5 separate regions of the Mus musculus genome follow, and regions 1, 2, 3 and 5 are each linked to region 4. Evidence: chromatin contacts called from public Hi-C, HiChIP or PLAC-seq and promoter capture Hi-C data. All regions are on one chromosome and are shown on one strand. Each heading gives the region's core, a stretch centred on a gene start, on an enhancer-like site or on the middle of the called end of the contact. The rest is flanking DNA. Distances are from core to core; before and after follow the strand shown. Region 1 holds the start of Dynlrb2 (dynein light chain roadblock-type 2). Region 2 holds the start of Cog4 (component of oligomeric golgi complex 4). Region 3 holds the start of Wdr59 (WD repeat domain 59). Region 4 holds the start of Mon1b (MON1 homolog B, secretory traffciking associated). Region 5 holds the start of Maf (avian musculoaponeurotic fibrosarcoma oncogene homolog).

Evidence for each region. Promoter capture Hi-C pulls out the DNA fragments that hold promoters and counts their contacts. Hi-C and Micro-C count contacts between places; a contact is called where the count stands out from the background. HiChIP or PLAC-seq counts read pairs in DNA pulled down with a chosen protein or histone mark. Capture Hi-C pulls out chosen DNA fragments and counts their contacts.
Region 1: a contact with region 4 is called in an H3K4me3 HiChIP or PLAC-seq map of embryonic forebrain, with 7 times the contacts expected there. The contact joins the promoter of Dynlrb2 here to the promoter of Mon1b in region 4. A contact is called at or near these places in 3 of 39 promoter capture datasets (embryonic stem cells, liver and pre-B cells) and 4 of 115 datasets of contacts at active chromatin or transcription factors (astrocytes, embryonic forebrain, large pre-B cells and 1 more).
Region 2: a promoter capture Hi-C map of pre-B cells shows a contact between it and region 4, with 3 times the contacts expected there. The contact joins the promoter of Cog4 here to the promoter of Mon1b in region 4. A contact is called at or near these places in 1 of 39 promoter capture datasets (pre-B cells), 2 of 484 Hi-C or Micro-C datasets (CD4 T cells and CD8 T cells) and 1 of 9 other capture datasets (adipose tissue).
Region 3: a contact with region 4 is called in a promoter capture Hi-C map of liver, with 3 times the contacts expected there. The contact joins the promoter of Wdr59 here to the promoter of Mon1b in region 4. A contact is called at or near these places in 1 of 39 promoter capture datasets (pre-B cells), 2 of 115 datasets of contacts at active chromatin or transcription factors (astrocytes and embryonic forebrain) and 2 of 9 other capture datasets (adipose tissue and liver).
Region 5: a Hi-C map of CD8 T cells shows a contact between it and region 4, with 4 times the contacts expected there. The contact joins the promoter of Maf here to the promoter of Mon1b in region 4. A contact is called at or near these places in 2 of 39 promoter capture datasets (liver and pre-B cells) and 2 of 484 Hi-C or Micro-C datasets (CD4 T cells and CD8 T cells).

The regions. Positions count from the first base shown.
Region 1 is chr8:116,503,706-116,506,405 of GRCm38.p6, reverse strand. It overlaps Dynlrb2 (dynein light chain roadblock-type 2), which reads right to left and starts at 1,391. Exons shown (of 4, transcript NM_029297.1): 1 at 1,357-1,391. The coding sequence starts at 1,359.
Region 2 is chr8:110,845,578-110,848,277 of GRCm38.p6, reverse strand. It overlaps Cog4 (component of oligomeric golgi complex 4), which reads right to left and starts at 1,254. Exons shown (of 19, transcript NM_133973.2): 1 at 1,069-1,254. The coding sequence starts at 1,227. It overlaps Sf3b3 (splicing factor 3b, subunit 3), which reads left to right and starts at 1,475. Exons shown (of 26, transcript NM_133953.2): 1 at 1,475-1,603.
Region 3 is chr8:111,520,783-111,523,482 of GRCm38.p6, reverse strand. Wdr59 (WD repeat domain 59) reads left to right here and starts at 1,376. Exons shown (of 26, transcript NM_001170742.1): 1 at 1,376-1,555. The coding sequence starts at 1,502.
Region 4 is chr8:113,634,494-113,637,193 of GRCm38.p6, reverse strand. Mon1b (MON1 homolog B, secretory traffciking associated) reads right to left here and starts at 1,395. Exons shown (of 5, transcript NM_173015.3): 1 at 925-1,395. The coding sequence starts at 1,072.
Region 5 is chr8:115,705,453-115,708,152 of GRCm38.p6, reverse strand. Maf (avian musculoaponeurotic fibrosarcoma oncogene homolog) reads left to right here and starts at 1,259. Exons shown (of 1, transcript NM_001025577.2): 1 at 1,259-2,700. The coding sequence starts at 1,290. The coding sequence ends at 2,402.

The sequences.
Region 1 (2,700 bases), core at 142-2,641, 2.9 Mb before region 4:
AGCCAGGCAGTTTTGTGATGAGAATCTATTCTATTGTTTTCTTTCCCAACATCTCACAAGTGAACACTACGTTACTTCAGTCAGAGACAGGCTTCCTTCTGCACCCATTGTGGAGGTGAGCAAGCACTTTTCTCGTTTTTCCCACCACCAGGGCAGGTGTCTTTTGAGGAAATGTCAGGCTGGATTAGTGGCTTTCCTCATGGTGGACACTGGTAACATTTAATTTAGCATGTTCTTTAAACTACACCATGGCCCAAAGCTTGGAGAAATGCATCTGCAGAGGCCACCCCAGGTCACAAACGGGCTGTCACAAATAAAGAGGACTGTGAAAACAAAGGAAGAGAGCATATGTTTACATTTCAGTAACACGAAAGCTCTGAGCCTGAGGTGTCCTCTGGAAAGGAAAAGGAGACATCGCCAGTGACAGTAATAGCAAGAATCTGATAGTGCCAGGGACTTGTTTTGTCTCATACACAGCCTGGGACAAAACCAAAACCAAACCAAACCAAACACCAAAACCAAACAACAAACAAACCAACCCAACCGACCAACCAAGAAAACGCAAACCCCAGTAAATGTAGACATTTTTTTCTTGGGGTATCTCTCTGACACTTGGCATTTCTTGGTCTCCTTATGTCTGGCACAGAATACTCACAAACCAGCCCAGTTCTGATCGCCTTAGGGGCTCCTCAAAGTCACGGACCTCTCCTCCCTTCCTCCACTGCTCCTCTCAGCTCTCTGCTCCTCACCTTTCCTCTCCTCCAAGGTGGTTCTCTTCTGACTCCCAGACCCCTATTGCAACCTCCTGTGTCCCCAGGCCACTCCTGTGCCTCTCCTCCTCTCCCCTTCACTCTCCTTCCCTCCTCCTCCTCTCCCTTTCCCTTTTCTCCAACCCTTTTCCTTCGTTTCTTTCTCTCCCATCCCCTTCCTTCTCTTCTCTTCCCCTTTGCCTTTCTTTTTCCCTTTCCTTTTTTTTTCTCTCTTCTCTCTCCTTCCTTTTCTGTGCAGGCGAGGTTGGGGTAGCATCCCACCTTCCTCCCCGCGTTCTCTCTCCATTCCTCGCCCCCCCTCCTAGTTTTTATTTCTTCCCTCTTTGTCTCTTACTCATCTCCCAGCCCCCTTCCCATTTTTTTGTTCTCCTGGTCTCCTTCTTTCTCAGCTTGGGATCTTTCTTTCTTTCTCCACCTCTGTCATAGCTCTTTGCAAACTTTTCTGGCTCCCAGATTCATCTCAACACCTCCCGTTTTTTCAATAGCGCCCTTTCCAGCTGTCATCCAGTAAATGGTGAGACCCTCCCAGGACAGCTGTGCACATGAGTCTCCCCCTCTACCCTTCTAGACAAGAACTCAGATTTACCATCGCGCCTGTGGGACAGCTCCTGGCTCAAGTCTGAGTTGCAGTTTCTGTGGATGTCAACAACGCTTCCCCCGTTGCTAGGCAACCAGGCAGGAAGTGGCTTTCTGAAAGCTATGGGCTGCGCCTGCGCAACGGTTAGGCTGTTTCTGAAGCCGGCTTTTCCGCCCTGCATGTGGCAGGTTGCTTTGCAGCCTAGCAAAAGAAGGCAGGCACGGACGTTCCTTCCCAGGAACCTCAAGGCGATGGGGTCGTGGCAGGATACAGTCTCTCCTGGGTTTAACTTTTCTTCTTTTTCATGCTTTCTGGAGATGTGGCCGGCACTTGTCCCTGAGTCAGGCAAGTGTAGGTAGCCACTTGACCGCCCCCACGTGAGATATATGATACACACATGGGTGCCAATAATACCATCCTGAGATATAGAACTATCCATGTGGGAAACAATAACACACTGTGGATATGGTAGCACGCAGGGAAGGTGCTCATGTCCTAAAACCAACCGATTTCACTTTATCTCTGAGAATTTGGTACTAGAGCTGAGCCGATCTAGAAAGGGTTTGTTCTGCTGCTGTGATAAACAAACAAACAAACAAACAAAGAGCAACTTCGAGGAGAAAGGGTTCCGTCTAGCTTACAATTCCAGGTCGCAATCATTGTGGGAAGGCAAGGCAGGAGCTTGAAGAATCTAGTTAGATCCACACTCAGCAGGGGGAGAGAATGAGAGAGGGGGGAGGGGGAGAGGGAGAGGGAGAGAAAGGGAGGGAGCGATAGAGGAGGGAAAGTAAGAAAAAGCAGAAGAGAAAGAGGGAGGAAGGAAGAAAGAAGGAAGAGGAGGAAGCCTTTATCCACAGCTGTGATGGGAGGCAAGCAGGATTCCAGCAGGAGCAGCTCTGGCAGGAGAACAACAGCTCAGAGAGAAGTGGCCAAAGTGACTTCCAACCAGCAGTAAAGTCTGATTCTGCGCATAGGGAATCAATGGGGGAGAACGGGAGCCACTTTCTCCTCATCGACCTTTCCCTCCAATGATTTCTCGGAGGTAGCTTGGTTTAATTTTGATGCCTTCTCTTTGGGGTGGGACTATGATGGATATCCAAGGTGGTGCTTTATAAAGCGCCTTGAAGGAATCCAACATGTTCTCGGGCCCCGTCCTAGGTACTGGGAATTCTTTCCACCCCTTCCACCACCTCCCAACTCTCCCCCTTCCTTTAAATTCATGCTAAGTGCTAAATAACCTTCAACTCCACTGAAAGTGTTAGTTACTAAAACTTGCAAGCACTTGGAAAAACCAAACCGTAGGCATATTTTACTCTTCCTTGCCCTTAACTGTCAAAAACCAGAACTTCCTTC
Region 2 (2,700 bases), core at 5-2,504, 2.8 Mb after region 4:
TGAAAACATTCAAAGGTAGTAACAACTCTCTTTTCCTCTATTCAGAGCGCTTTGAGAGCTGCATGACATTAATCCCAGCACTTGAGTGACAGCGGCAGGCAGATTACTGAGTTCACTGCAAGCCTGGTCTACATAGTGAGTTGCAGGCCAGGTAGGGCTAGATAGTTAGAGCCTATCTAAAAAGAAAAAAAAAAAAAGTTCCCTGGGAAAAACAGCTGCCAAGGTTTTTAGGTGAGAGGTTACATCTTCTGACTTGCAAGGAATCCATCCACGAACTGACAGCACCAGACTGCCATGGAAAAGAAACAAACGTATATAAAGAGATATAGCATGCTATTAATAGAAAGGAAGCCGAATCCTTTCCACACCTGTTACTTGATTGACCACACATCCGAGGTACAAGAGATGAAATCACTTGTCCGAGACCAGACAGCTGCGCCTTAGTCTTAAAACTTCAAAGTCCTAACAGGGAGATTTCAAACTTCTAGGGAGTTGTGAGCTCGCCTATAATGCCAGTAGCTTGAGAGGTTGCTCTAGGAAGGTAGCCAATTTGAAGACAATATGGGCAACACCGAGGCCGTCTCAAAATAAGAAAACATCCAAATGCCTACACTTAACTGAAATGCTAAAAATACACACATAATCATTTCTTCCAAGAGAAAAAGTCTTAGACCTTCAAGCTAAATAGAAAGGAACTTCTCCTTTAAATGAGTCGAGAAGAAACTTTCGTAACTTTTCACTTCCCAAGCCAAAGCAATTCTTATTCTGAAGTCAAGCCAATTCGGTATACACATATGTATGTGTGCATGTAATACATACATGTACGCGCACACACACACACCACTTCCAGTTTTACTCGTCAGGGAAATCAATACGGAGGCAGACCAAGGAAGTAGTCCAGGTAACAGGTCAAATAAGCTTGAGTAGAACTGACAGGTGTACCCAAATGCCCAACTACATTAAAGCCTCTTGGGAAGCTGCTTTCTCGTTTTCCCTGGTAAAGCGATCGACACCCGTGATGCCCTCTGCCACCGGATCCTCCAGGAAAAAGGAGGTTCAGCTCCCCACCTCCTCGCCACAGAGTCGTTCGTACACAGCTTCCAGCTCCTGCAGCTCTGTCAGAGAGCGAATGAGCTCGGTGGAGATTTCGGAGCAGTGTCCTCCTCCCACCCCCTCCGGTGGCGGAGGAGCTCCTGACAATTTCAGCGGAGACTCCACCTCCGCCATCTTGGCTCCCGGTGGGCGCTTCCGGGCTTGCGAGGTCCCCTCTGCGTTGGCGCGGTGACCTTTGGGGCTGCCCACAGATATGCCCGATCAAAACCATTGGAAGTCTATTTTTAAAACTAACCTTCTATTTTACAGAAAACTTACCGTAACGTATAAATTTTAGATAACTCATTAGTCTTCAGGTGCAAGATGAAAACATCCCAAATTTACATCTATTTATCAGGCGGGGGCTAGATACCTTTTTCCCGTCGCGCGGCACCCGAAGGCCCGTCTTGAAGGCTAATGGCGGACGCCGGCGGATCGGCAGTGGCGGTGGCTTAGGCCTTGAAGCGATTCAGCATCCGTCGGGTACCGAAGCCATCCTTCTTGCAGCAGGGTAAAGAAGTGGCCTCCCAGCTTCTCTGTCGCGGAGGAAGTGGAGAGCGCTCATAGGAGAGAGCTGCCCGGCACCTCGGCCGGAGCCGCAGGGGCAGTTTTAGGCCCGAGAGGTTCGGTAGGCGTGAGGTTAGGGAAATGCTTGCCGTGGGCAAATGGCCTCGTGGACTCTTCGCCCACTTGTGTCTTCAGAGTGGGAACGAGTCCTTTAAGGCTTGCGAGTTTAACGTGGTGGCACACTCGTGTATTTCCACCACGCGGGGGAGGTTGAGGAAGTGGGAGTCCCACCGAGGCTGCATAGGAAGACTCGAGATTGAAAGACTATTCAATCAGCAAGGGGTAAAAATTCTGTTTGTTCAAAATGTGCAACTATCAGAAACCGCCCGGGAGCCGGGGATCTGGTTTGAACTTGTGCATTTGGTAGTTAGGCAAAATGTTGTTTCTCCTCTGAACCTCTGTTTACTGTAAAAGAAAGAAAAAAAAAACCCGAAGGCTAATAGTACCCATTTGAAGACTGTGCAAGATAAAAAGGAGGTGATGGTGGAACCGGAGATTATAGGCAGAGGCGGGGGAGGAAGCTTTCCACGGTTTGGCTGTTACGGTTACCTGATACCGGATATTCCTCCAGGAAGCACCTCTTCAGTAAGCCAGGAGATCCGTTTGTTTTGGTGTTGAGTGAGTAGGTGCTCATTTTAATCCTCCAAACCTAATGGTAGAGAGCACTTGCCCAAGGCCATAGGTTTCCTTCTCGTAGCCTCAAACACGAAATTCTGCATACAGAGCCTTACGAGGCAAGGTACCATCTTCCCCCCTGTTAAAGCAAATGTCCAAAGTCATAACATCACGTTCGCTGCTTATGGTGCAGCCGGAACTCATCCGTGACAGCCTTGTAAATTGTGAGGTCCTCTACCCTCAAGCTGCCAGTGCCAGTTCAACCTTTAGGGATAAGCCTTAGAGATATTAGTTTATTAGGTATTTTAGGACTAAATCTTAGAGGTATAACTTCATTTGCTTATATGTAGCGTTAACAGTTTCGCTAACTGAATTATAGTGTAGGCATTGAGTAAGATTCTCGGTATCTGTAGCAGAAAGCTGTCT
Region 3 (2,700 bases), core at 127-2,626, 2.1 Mb after region 4:
GTGGTAAAACCTAGACTGTTCCAGGCAGACGACAGTGAAATGATAGTCACCCTAGCCTACAGACAAGTTTGTCTGACCTTTATAACCAGCGTCTGCTGGGGGAAAGGAGTCTACACCTCCTCTCCATTCATGCAACGATCTTCAGAGAGGAATGCTGGTGACAGTTTATACTTGAGCCTTTACAACATGTCAGGCCTAGTGCTTGGCTCCTCTCAACAGCTAAGTATGATATACCCCCTTCTGTAGACAAAGAGATGCTAAGCCAGTTAACCCAGGACTTCAAAGGATAGGGTTGAAGAGGAGCCAACTAGTATCTACTATGCTAAACTTCCTGATTAATTTTTATTTCATCCTCAAAAATTGTCTAAGACTCCAAAAACTGTGTGGATAAAGATATTGCTAGTGTTAGAAATTAAAACCATGAATAGGGAAAAAAAACCATTATGGTTAAATGGCAACTACCATTAACATTAATTACACATCTTCAGTGAAAAAAAATAACACTTTTCAAAACCAAAATGATGTTATCAAAAAGAGGGTCAGCCGGGCAAGTGGTGGTGCACGCCTTTAATTTCAGCATTTGGGATGCAGAGGCAGGCAGATTTCTGAGTTCGAGGCCAGCCTGGTCTACAGAGTGAGTTCCAGGACAGCCAGAGCTACACAGAGAAACCCTGTCTCAAAAAAAAAACAAACAAAAAAAAACCCAACCAACCAACCAAACAAAAAAACAAACAAAAAAAGAAAAGAAAAAAAGAAGGAAAAAAGTCATGTCGTTTAATATTCAGTTTAAACTTCCTCTCAGAGTAAATTCCCTCTGTACTACACATCCTCGGGAGAACTATACCGCACAGTGATGTTAGTAAGATTATAAAATTGTTTTTACCTTTAGGGACTTGTTTTCTCCTCCACCCCCAAAGTGTTGTTCGTGGAGAACCTCAGGAACTACTTCAGAGGCACGGCTGTACAGCATGAAACAAAAAATTGTGCACTCAGATTTTTCAAAGCCTTGATGGCAGGAATCAGAAGAGGTTTTTTCCCTTGGTAGGGATGTAGGTTTTGTTTATAGGCTATGTGTAGGAGAATACGGGGATACCAACCAAATACCAGCAAAAATACAGGACAACTGCCATCTACTCTCTGAACTCAGGCTCTTCCTGGGTAACTGACGCTGTGCTGACATTTGACTACAATTCCCAGCAGAGCTCACGGCAGGGGGCGTGTCGGCAGCCGCGGGGTGCCCAGGTGACTCGTACTGATGACGAAATGAAGGGGCGTTCCTGTTTTGGGGCAGACCTGGTCCGTGGTTGGGGGAGAAAGCAGAAGAGGCGGGGTCTATCATTGGGGTAGCCAATCAGTTGTGGTCAAGTGAAAGGGAGAAACTGGGCGTGGCCGGATTTATTAGCAGGCTGTGTGGGGCTTACTCACGCGGGGAGTCTCGGACTTGGGGGTGGGGTTGGGGGTGGAGGGTCGCCTGCTGGCACCCCACGATCGGGCTAGTGAGATGGCGGCGCGCTGGAGCAGCGAGAACGTGGTGGTGGAGTTTCGAGACTCTCAGGTGAGCTGTGCGTGAATGGAGCCATCTGGGAATGGAGCCATCTGAGCATGCGCTTTCCGTGGTTTACACCCTCACCCGCCCCCCCCCCCATCCCCGCACCCCTGCACCCCCGCCTTTTCATCCATCCCTTTGCTCAGGGTGGGAAGATGGACGCGGTGCTCATCTGGAGCTGTCAGTCAGGATAGCTAAGGAAGCTTTGATTACTGGTCAGGACAGTTAGGGCAAAGGCGTGTATGGCCTTTAGGGTTCCAAACAGGCTTATGGTCTTGGGACGCCAAGATAGTGATTGTAAATGCTAAAGGGATTCTGACCTTGTTCAAGGTAGTGAACTGGGGGAGGTGTCCACTCCCTGAGGTAGTCGACTGCACTTGGTGACTTCGGGAAAGTTGCAGAACTTCTCTGAGCCTCAGTTACTTGGACCAAGTCTCACCTTGGACCATTTTGGGGGTGAATTTGTGAAATACTGTTTTGCGGAGCATCTGTTTCAGCCTAAGTGGTTGCTAATGTGGGAAATACTCTGTCGTTGACAAGATACATGTATTGCTTAGATTGGACACCTGTGAGCCCATCCCTCACATCACTCTCCACGCCTCGGTTTTCTTTTCTTTTTTTCTTTTTTCTTTTTCTTCTTTCTTTTTGGTTTTTCGAGACAGGGTTTCTCAGTGTAGCCCTGGCTGGCCTGGAACTCATTCTGTAGATCAGGCTGGCCTCGAACTCAGAAATCTGCCTTTTTCTGCCGCTGCCTCCCAGATTAAAGGCAAGCGCCACTACTGCTCGGCTATGCCTAGTTTTCTTACCTGTAGAAGGGAGGTTATTATACTTACAGGACTGGCATGAGAATTTTATGAGGCCACATGTTTAAGAAGTGTGGCACATGGCAAGCTTTAAAAATTGTTAACATTGGAGGCCTGCAAGGTGGCTGGCAAAGGCACTGCTGCCAGGCTTGCCAGCCTGAGTTCCAGGACTCACATGTCAGGAAGAACCAGCTGCCATACAATGGTCTCCTTCCTCCATCTGAAAGACTCCGAGAGGAGCCCCTCACTCAGGCCTCGGGACAATAGTGGACACCCAAGAACTCAGGAGAGACCAAGCTTGATGCAAACCACACAAGGCTTTATTTGGGGAAAGCCAGAGCTCTGGAGACG
Region 4 (2,700 bases), core at 146-2,645:
AGATCGACAGGACTCCTAGCCTTCAGCCACCCCCCCCCCCCAATTCCCTCTGCTGCTACATTAACACCCAAGCAAACACATAAGAGCATCCATGAGCATCCCAGACACCTTAGTCTTCAATAACCTTTACATGACAGTTCTTATTTTCCTCCAGGTCTGGGCCCCCACTCCACCAATGGCCACCATTAACAATCACTAACCCACAAGGTTTTCACGGTTCCCACAGTTTTCCGCCCAGAGTTATCACTTTAAATCCCATAATGAAGCCCCTTGCTTTCTTCCCACCGCCTCTGATGTCTACTGACTCACCCAAGGACAATCATCCATTTGCAACCCCATCTGATTTTTTCACCCTCAAGTGTTTTCCTATGTTCTTAATTGCGTACCGATATTCCCATGTTCCCAAATACCCAAGCAACACGTCTCAATTCCCATCAAGGAACTCCCATCAAGACAACCCTTTTGGGACCCAACTATGCCCCCTTTGTTTCTTTAAGGTGGTACACTCAGGTCAAGTACATTCTAATTTCCTTGCAACAGAAGGGTGTCCCAGGATGTGAGAACACCATTGTTAAAATGGGACTGTTCCGGGCAAACCAGCACAGTCCATCTTCCTAGCCTTGACACTATCACCACCACCACCACCACCACCACCACCACCACCCACCATAGAATACATTTGTAGAGGCACAATGCTGCCCCTTCCGGACAACAGCTGACACCCATTGGCTTCTATGTCATTTCTCAACGATTTCAATTAAGTCAGCAAGTCTGTGTCCAACGACTGACTGAGAGCTATGCCTCAAGCTACTTTCTTGGGTTCCCAAAGACTGCCCACTGGTCTCCCACTGATCTCTTCCCGCTCAGCTAGCAATGACAAGCCCTGGGGGTTTGCTTCCAAGGCTTTATTGAGGGAAGCTATACCTGTGTCCTCCGGGTCCCCATCTCCGGGATCCAGCGTGCTTGCGTGAACCCTTTCACTGTCTCCAGCCTCCTCTCTGGGGAACTGCGTGTCCACCAAGTCCTCCACGCCCCCGGGGGCTGGGACAGCATTATCTCCTCCGGCCTCCATCTGCACATCCCTGGAGAGAAGGGGAATCGAGGGTGATGGGCAGCAACAGAAAACTTCTTACAAGCCTTCAGGGAGCCAGACCCCCCGGATACATTCCTAGTGCGGTTTCCCCTACGGTTTTCGACAGGACGCGACATTCAAAACCATGACCAAATACTTGCACCCTCCGGCACTTTCGGATGGGTGACGCTCCGCTGGGCTTCTGCCAACACGGTACATCAACACCTGTTTCAACCTCTTATCTCAACTGGGTGGACAGCAACACTTTGAGGAGCCGCTGCCGCACCACACTTCCTGGTGTGGTGGGGACTTGCCACACTTCCGGAAGCGACGCCTCCCCGGGACACTTCCGGTTTCACGGCCGTATTGACTCCCCGGAGTGCCAATGGCAGCCACACGCTGCGTTCCCTCACCGTAAGGATAGCGCGGGACTCTCCCGGAACTCTGTGGAATCTGCGCGTCCTTCCACCGGACGCAGCCAGGATCGGCTGTGAAGTGGGGCCAGACCGGCCCACTTCGCGTACCAAGGGCTACCGGCTGAAGGGGGCGCGGCCTGGAAATCTACTAGGTCGAGGGGGCGGGACCTAGTCCCTCTCACCCAATCAAGAGTAGGCTCTCCCTTATGTCCCGCCCCATTCTGGTGGAGCCTCCGCAGATAGTGTGCGCTAATTGGCGAAAGCCACTGCTCATCCCTTGACTGACATCTCCCTGTTTCTAACCGAAACCTCACTCCTGTTCCGGTCTTTGCTGGAATGAGAGAATGCCGAACCAATGAACTCGCGTCCCCAGTATTGAGACAACTTCACGCTCTTTTATTCAATTATAGGGGCAGGGCGGAGCGTATGCTTGACGGACAGCTCTCTTTCCAATCGGAACGTCGCCCGCAGCCCAGTCAGCCTATGGGACTCGGATGCTGAAGCAAGAGGCGGGCTCTGCTGGTGGGACTGACTCTTGGGATTCTGGACTCCGCCAGCCTGCGAGGGGAGCTTACGGAAACAAAAGCAAGCTGCTTAGGGCTAGTGTGTGCGGGCAACACGAGCGCACCCCACTAGCAAGGAGAGGTTCTGTGGGCCGAGCCAACCAGATCGGCAGCCTAATCCAATAGCGGAGTGGGGGGTGTGGTTGTCAGGGACCGCTGCGTTCTGGTTGGCTGAGAATTCTGCCGCACCTACCTCCGGGTATCACCATTGGCTACTATGTATGATGGGCCAGGGGCAGCAACAGCAGTGAGGAATCTTGTGAACAGAAGCACCTAGATGCTCTCTTCCTTAAGGCTGTGGAGCGGGGATAGGTGTATCTAGGCGGCCAGAAGTCGCTCCAAACTAAGTGTTGTTCATTTTGGTTTTGAGTCACAGGCTCCTAATAACCCAGGCTGGCCTTAAACTCGCGATCCTCCTCCCTCACCCTCTATCTGGCCCTAAACCCAAGTCAGAGTAGATTACAGTGCTGCTCCAGCACCTGCCATTGCCTTTAGGTTTAGAATGAGGGTGTGAATATCCCTGTTCTGGACGTCCAGGTCCGTTTTTTAGGTCTTTCTGTACATTGGTCTTTGAGACTGCTTGAAGCCTCGCAGTTTGTGTCTCTGAGTGTTACTATATTATTATCAGAGAAAATAGAGTTAAAATAAC
Region 5 (2,700 bases), core at 10-2,509, 2.1 Mb before region 4:
GGGTCCTACCGGATTCCAGCCGCCCTTTTAGTAAACTCTGTCCCCTGGTGCACTAAACTTCGCACCGGCCGGTGGTGGGGGGTGTTGCTCCCTGGCTGCGCCCCAGTAGCAGCGCCGCAAGGGTTAAGCAAACCTGTCCCAGCTGACAGTCAGCTGATTGGGCTGTGATTGACAGCTCCGAAAAGTTTCCTTGTTTCTATACTATTATGCTAATCGCTGCCGCTCTCGCCGCCTCCCATTGGCGGAGAGTGCCAGTCAATTTCCCATTTGAGCCTGACGTCACGGGTGCTATAAAACTCAGCAATTGCTTTAAACTCTTCTCGCTGGGATCAGAGGCTTTAAAATCTCTTTTCATCTTGGAGCTGTAGCTCGGGCTGCTCGTCCGCTCGGCCTCTCCCCCCAACCCTTTTGCTCTCGGCTTTGCCTTGGCCCAGGACTTGCAATTTTGCTTTAAAAAAATAATAAGAAAGAAAAAAAGAAAAGAAAAGAAAAACCAAAACCAAAAGAAAAAAAGTGGGGGAAGAAAGAACTTAACTCCCCCCTCCCTTGCCTCCAGCCGGCCTGCACCTCGGTCTTGCACTTTGCACGGAGGGAGAGGGTGAGAGAGAGAGAGAGAGAGAGAGAGAGCGCGCGCACGCGAGGGATCCGGAGAGAGAAAAGAAAATAATAATAGTAACCATAAGAGCCAGGCAGAAGAGGAGAGAAGCGTGAAGTGTTAACCACTCCGGTGTGGAGGCCGGCGCCTCCGGGACAGCCACCCGCCGCGCCACACAGCCCCGGAGCAGCCTCCGCGCGCGCCCCGCCTGCAGCCCGGCCGGCTTAGGCGAGCCCTCCTTATGCAAAGCGCGCAGCGGAGCGGCGAGCCGGGGACGCCGCGCACCGGGCCGTGCTCCTCCGGCATCCTCTCTGCCGCTGTCATCACCACCGTCACCGCCAGCCGCGGAGGACCTTCCCGAGCCTGAAGCGCCCGGGATCGGAGCTCAGGGAGGCGAGCAGGCGAGGAGGGGGCCCGGGGCGAGCGGAGGAGAGAGAGCGAGAGAGCAAGAGAGAGAAAGAGAGAGAGCACATTGGCGTGAGCAGGGGGAGGGAGGGCGGGCGCGGGGGGCTGCGGGCAGGGCGGGGGGTGTGTGCACGTTCGAGCTTTCGGGCCACAGCCACCGCCGCGCAAGCTAGAAGCGCCCTAGCCCGGCAAGCTGGCTCACCCGCTGGCCACCCAGCACAGCCCGCTGGCCCCTCTCCTGCAGCCCATCTGGCGGAGCGGCGGCGGCGGTGGCGGCGGAGGCAGGAGGATGGCTTCAGAACTGGCAATGAACAATTCCGACCTGCCCACCAGTCCCCTGGCCATGGAATATGTTAATGACTTCGATCTGATGAAGTTTGAAGTGAAAAAGGAACCGGTGGAGACCGACCGCATCATCAGCCAGTGCGGCCGTCTCATCGCCGGGGGCTCGCTGTCCTCCACCCCCATGAGCACGCCCTGCAGCTCGGTGCCCCCGTCCCCCAGCTTCTCGGCGCCCAGCCCGGGCTCGGGCAGCGAACAGAAGGCGCACCTGGAAGACTACTACTGGATGACCGGCTACCCGCAGCAGCTCAACCCGGAGGCGCTGGGCTTCAGCCCGGAGGACGCGGTCGAGGCGCTCATCAGCAACAGCCACCAGCTCCAGGGTGGCTTCGATGGCTATGCGCGGGGAGCGCAGCAGCTGGCCGCGGCAGCGGGGGCCGGCGCCGGCGCCTCCCTGGGCGGCAGCGGCGAGGAGATGGGCCCCGCCGCCGCCGTGGTGTCCGCCGTGATCGCCGCGGCCGCCGCGCAGAGCGGCGCGGCACCCCACTACCATCACCACCACCACCACGCCGCGGGGCACCACCACCATCCGACGGCCGGCGCCCCGGGAGCCGCGGGCGGCGCGTCTGCCTCTGCGAGCGGCGCGGGTGGCGCGGGCGGCGGTGGCCCGGCCAGCGCCGGGGGCGGCGGCGGCGGAGGCGGCGGCGGGGGCACGGCGGGGGCGGGGGGCGCCCTGCACCCGCACCATGCCGCGGGCGGCCTGCACTTCGACGACCGCTTCTCGGACGAGCAGTTGGTGACCATGTCGGTGCGCGAGCTGAACCGGCAGCTGCGCGGGGTCAGCAAGGAGGAGGTGATCCGACTGAAGCAGAAGAGGCGGACCCTGAAAAACCGCGGCTATGCCCAGTCCTGCCGCTTCAAGAGGGTGCAGCAGAGACACGTCCTGGAGTCGGAGAAGAACCAGCTGCTGCAGCAGGTAGACCACCTCAAGCAGGAGATCTCCAGGCTGGTGCGCGAAAGGGACGCCTACAAGGAGAAATACGAGAAGCTGGTGAGCAACGGCTTCCGAGAAAACGGCTCGAGCAGCGACAACCCTTCCTCTCCCGAATTTTTCATGTGAGTGTGACACGCGATCCCAGCTAGCCACCTTGTTAAATGCTCCGTGGGGGTCCCGCTCCTGAGTGGGCTTGCTAGTTGCAGGGCCAAGCTCGCTCGGCCACCACCTCGCCCCCTCCCCTGGCGAGTTTGCTCCCCTTGGCCCTGAACAGACACACACACACACACACACACACACACACACACACACACACACACACACACCAAGCTTGTGGTGGTGGTGATGGCTCTTTTGAATTGGGGAGGGAAAGGGTGTCTGGCTCATGGATTGCCAACCTGAATTCCCCCGTAACTTGCTAGCT